Linked DNA regions of Danio rerio: region 2 is linked to region 1. The links are chromatin contacts, called in public Micro-C maps. All regions are on one chromosome and are shown on one strand. The core of a region is the stretch at or near the end of the contact, and the rest is flanking DNA. Distances in the headings are between cores, read along the strand shown. Region 1 has its middle 19 kb from the start of ank3b. Region 2 has its middle 12 kb from the start of rhobtb1.

What was found. A called contact is a pair of places that touch in the nucleus more often than the background predicts.
Region 2: a Micro-C map of caudal fin shows a contact between it and region 1, with 14 times the contacts expected there. The contact joins two enhancer-like sites. A contact is called at or near these places in 3 of 18 Hi-C or Micro-C datasets (caudal fin, embryo and an unstated tissue).

Annotation. Positions count from the first base shown.
Region 1 is chr12:8,423,981-8,426,680 of GRCz12tu, forward strand. No RefSeq gene overlaps it. Among named protein-coding and RNA genes, the nearest start is that of ank3b, 19 kb to the left of the region's middle. Within about 2 kb of position 1,446, at least 45 of the 62 cell types and tissues checked have an H3K27ac peak or open chromatin away from gene starts, as enhancers often do. A contact at or near this core is called in caudal fin, where this site is marked.
Region 2 is chr12:8,529,439-8,532,296 of GRCz12tu, forward strand. No RefSeq gene overlaps it. Among named protein-coding and RNA genes, the nearest start is that of rhobtb1, 12 kb to the right of the region's middle. Within about 2 kb of position 1,338, at least 6 of the 62 cell types and tissues checked have an H3K27ac peak or open chromatin away from gene starts, as enhancers often do. A contact at or near this core is called in caudal fin, where this site is marked.

The DNA.
Region 1 (2,700 bases), core at 196-2,695:
CATTTTCTTTTCGGCTTAGTCCTTTTATCAATTAGGGGTCACCACAGTCGAATGAACCGCCAACTTATCCAGCATATGTTTTACGCAGCAGATGCCCTTCCAGCCACAACCCAACCCTGGGAAACACCCACACACTCTTGCAGGCACGTGCACACATAGGGCTCAACCTGTGCAGAGCACATGCCCTTTTTAGTCTTGGATAGAAAGTGCCCTTCCAAAATGATCAAAAGTGCCCCCGCGACGCGACACACCCTCGGTCCCACCCTTCAGCAACAACACAGCTGATCAGAACGCGCGCGAAAACACCGCTCTTTAGTACGCGCGCGACAACCCCCAACCCCAACTATTTATCACTATTAAAGAGCTGACCCCCCCCATGCATCTTGTTTTGACTTCCTTCATGGGGATTAAATGTTAAATAGAGGGGTCAATCCCCCCCCAACTCCCCAGTAATTCGCAACCTGCACTGAAAAAAAACTATTCAAAGATGATTCATTGGATTTACTCTTTTTTTTTTTTTTAATAGGGTTGTAAACAATTTATTTGGGTTGAATTTAAACATAATATTACTAAATATAAATTGTTTGTTTAAATCCAACTCATATAAATTGTTTGCAACAATTTTGCAGACAGAATTCTGTGCAACTCCTTTTTTCAGTGCGGAATTACTAAAACTGAAACTAATACGAAATGTGTTTACAAAATAAAAAATAAACTAAAGAGAAAAAACCTATTAATAAAGTGAACCCAAACTAATCTGAAATTTACAGCAAATGTTTAAAAATATAATCGAAAATAAAACTAATTTGAAAACACAAAACTATACTAACATCCTTGATCTGAAGACAAGAAGCCTCAGATATCTGAACACATGACTAACAACTGCCCAGTCAACTGTGACAAATCTTCATCAAACTTTAAACATCCACCAAAAAAATGTGAAGTTTTTCACAATCCTTCCAGAATCACACTAATTATACATAAACATATCAGTTTAAAGTGACGGGGTAAATATTTTTACAGTGAAACATCTAGAGAAGAACGCCTAAAGACTGCAGAGGCGTCAGTCCAGCTGATTTCTGTGCAAATTCTACTGAAGCTGCATTTAAAGTAGGTCAGACTGAGAAAGACTCTGAATAGAAAATGTCCCGGGTATTTCTGCATGACACTGTGCAGGTCTGCGGAAAAAAAATAAAACTAGAGCCGCAGCCAATGTCTCTCGATGAGATAAACTACATTCACGTCAGCACATCTGTATGGCAACAAACCCTCAGTGGATTATGTTTCGATGATATGTGATTAAATCAGATTAATCTGACTGCAGCCAGGTTATTATGCTTATTTAAAAAAACATAGGTCTTTAAATATCCGGTACTGGTATGACAAAGCATGTTACTGAGGCCAAATTCATATGAATACAATGACATCATCATAACATGTTAAGCTCCACCCACGGGGAGTGATGCAATAATCAAATGGCATGAATGACAGCGTTTCTGTTCATTCTAACTATATGGTTATGGTTATGGTATACTATATGGCTATATGTAGTTGTGTATACTTGAATAACTCATAAAGGAGTATTTTCATATCACACTTGCTACAGTACATTCCAGAATTGTCCGTGTTTTTCTAACGAGAGCGAGCTATCCAGAGCTGTAACAAAGACGAGTCTGCGTCTCTGGCTCCCTCTATTGGACGACTGGAGAAACGCATCATTATATGACGAACAATGAAAACAAAAGAACTGCACACGCCGTTTCATATCCAAAGGGTGTTTTGGCAGCAAGTGTACATGCAACTGATAACGCTAATGAAACACCGAAAACCCCATCAGCAGTATATTTTGCTCCTAGTTCACTTCATACTGTTCGAGTTGTTGATGTTGCAGTTTAGATCTATGATCCGAATTCATATTTATGTTGACAAATTTTCATATAAGCGTACACATTTAAGGAATATTGCTTAGCATATTTGCATATGTTGGCTTTTCTTCATAAAAAAACATTGTATGGGTGACTCAACATGTTAACTGAGTTATTAAGTCCTGTTTTGGAGGAATTAGTAATAGTGTAAATTATAAATAGGGATAAAGATAATGATAAAATAAATGCAGTGTGCTGAATAGATACACAATGTTACACTAAAAAAATAAATGCATAATAAATAAATAAAAATATTTAAAAAAAAAATCAATAAAAATAATAATAAAAAAATAAATAAATAAAACCAGTCATTTTCATATGGCTCCAATAATAATGCACAACATAATCCTTTTCATTGCAAAGTTCTTTTATGATGCAAAAGGATGAAATAATATCATAAATAAATATACAATTATTCTGCAGATGTGCTCAGTTGATATATTAAAGTTTTATGGCACTTATTAACACGTATTAATTAAAATGTTAATTAAAATTATTATTTGTCAGCAAGGTATTACTTTTTCAACTTAACTACCAACTTAATGTCATAAAACTATCTAAATGGCTCTGAAAATAATCCACAAAGCCTTTTAAGCTTCTTTAAAGTTATTTTTATTGTTGTTGTTATTATTTTTGATATTAATATTAGTATAATTCTCCTTTTTCTTCTTCTTCTTCTTCTTTATTATTTTAATGTAATACCAAAAAATCCTTTCAAGAACAGTTTGAAAAAAAAAACAACTTTAAATATCCATTAAAAACATAAATTAGTATA
Region 2 (2,858 bases), core at 88-2,587, 110 kb after region 1:
AAGGTGCTTATGTTAAATGCTTAGTCTGTCATTTACATTAATAACTTATTATATTTTAATTTAATTTAATTCAATTTCATGAGACTTTTCATGATTATTTTAATATGTATGTGGCTCTGATGAATCTCTGTGACTTTGATTTTATCATAATTAAGGAAAGGTTGCTTATTTATACTAGTAGTGTGCCTTAATATTATCATAATTATTATTATTTAATTATACAAAATGTACTTTTAGAAATGTTCAATTATCTATTAAAGATAAATGTGTATAATAATAATAATAATACATATTATTATTTATTTAATATAATTTGCATCATTTATTATTATTACTGTTATTATTATTATTATTATTATTTGCATTTTATATCGATTACATAATTTATTATAATTATTATTTTATTATTATATGATTGTATCACATGGGCTTTGTTAACAAGTCAACATCATTACATTTATAAATGAGCAGTGAATAACATTTTTATTACATGTATGAAATCTTTTAAAACAGTGTATAAAATTACAACTGCTCACTGATAGTCAGAAATATCAAATAATATTAACAGATACACCTTTTGCCTTATTATCATTAGTATTATTTATTATAAAGAGCAAAAAGAACATCATATGCTTTCAAGGAGTGGGCGGGTCTGCAAGCCACCATCCAAAACACCTTAGCAGCACACAAAACCTCTTCAACTACCTTAACAACAGCCTAATAAGTACTGTAATTCTTCAACATCTGATTAAAACACATTGACACGAAATGAAAACCAACACCAGTCCAGTTGTAAGTTTCGAATGTGGTACAGAAAATGCAAAAATACAGTAGGTATGATTATTATATGAGTGCACAAACATAATCTGGTTGTCAGGTAGTATGTGCTGAAATTTGTAAGTTGTCACCTGAAGCACGAAATCATTCACAACGTGACGAATCCGTCAACAAACGATAACAAATCGAAGTCTGTCACAGAAGAACGCGCTCGTCAGAGAACTCCCGCGAAATATGCAAATACGCGCTCACCTTTTTAAAGATACACTTCACGTTTATTCAAACCAGCCAAAACCGTTTAAAAACATTTACCACAACAAAAAAATATATATCAACACTGACTGAATACTACATACCAACCATACCGTGACTTTCACAGCTGTCACGCAACTGTCTTAAGCAACAGACGGACTCATATCCCCATTAAAGTTTTTGTTAATAAGAGAAAAAGAATAGAGAGTTAGATTTAAAGGTCAAGTGTGAACGTCCCCTTACCTGTGCAGAATCGTTTTCACCTGTGTCGACGGTGGCCATGTTGAAGATCCCAAAGCAACTGTACACATTGACAAATATGCCTCAGTCAGTGTGCGGCAACTTCCTGCTCTGGCCATTGGCTCTGTTCCTGAAAAAAATATGTATGCCATCATGCAATAACTGACTAGAAGTTTCCAGGTACATGGCGAATGCTTTCGAGAAAGTATTATGTTGGAATAACAAACGGCAGTGCTTTTAATCAAGGGGTTGATGTTTTTATCTTTCTTTGTGTTGTGGAGTTAGGATAGAGTCACCATTGAAGAATACCAAATTATTAATGTAATGTAGCATAAATAAATGTGATAAGAACACTTTACAGAAAAAAAAATACATAAACAATATATGTGGGCACAATTTTACATCTGTCCGGTAGTGAATTGAGGCCACAGACTGTTTTGAAGTCATGCGTCTTCAATTGTGTCTTCGTTAATGTTGCTTTTTTAATAATAGTGGTCAGGGCTATCATTTAATATTATCTCAAAATCACTTTGCAGAATTTTTGTTTTGTTGTAAGTTAACTTTAGCAAGAATATACAATGAAAGCTAATAAAATGAAACTTTAAGAACTGATGTATTGGGATTTGAGCTGAAGTTGTTTTTATACAGAACACAAGATGGCGCCCTTGTTAGACATTTCAAAGGGATAACATTTAGATTGACTCTTTTGCTGTAGTATTATTATTATTATTAGTGTGTGTGTGTGTGTGTGTGTGTGTGTGTGTGTGTGTGTGCGTGCGTGCGTGCGTGCGTGCGTGCGTGTGTGTGTGTGTGTGTGTAAATCATAGGCCTACATTGACAATCAAGGGGGTCAACTTTTTTGGTACACTGTAAAACTTTATCAAGTGAAATGAGTGTAGTTAACCCAAAATTGACAAAGTTAATTCTACTCATTTGAAAAGAGTTTTGAACTCAGTGTTGAAGGTGAGTCAATTAAATACCTCATTACTTCAACTTAAACAGAGTAGGTTCACAGTACTCATATAGAGTAGTTTTTTTTAACTCAAATGGTTTGCAGCAATCAGTTTCCTCAAACAGTTTGAATTGCCTTAACTTATTGGGTTTTGCATAACTCAGTTGGTTTGAGTTCTCTTCATTTATTGGGTTTTACTGTGCTCAAATTGCTTCCTTACTTAAATGGATTAAGTTCACAGAACTCATTAGAATTAGTTTTTGAACTTAAATGGCTTGTTGCAATGGGTTTCCTCAAATGGTTTAGGTTACCTTAACTTATTAGGCTTTACAGTGTAATGTTACAGTAGTTTGTGTAATATAAGCTACAGTCATTAACATATTTATTTCAATTACATCTAATTTATTAATAAAGTGTATTTAAGTGTTTGGTGTTTTGAGGGATATATAGTGTCTGACCTACAGTATCATTTGATTAGTTATTTCAGAGGTTACTGGTTATTAATTCTAAGAGTTATTTATTTAACCCAATGGTTGAGTTAAACATTTTTGGTGCTTTGTTGGGTTATTTTTTTCCTTTATTAGGTTATTTATTTAATAACTCAACCAGTTGGGTTAAAAATGTTGAATTTCAACAG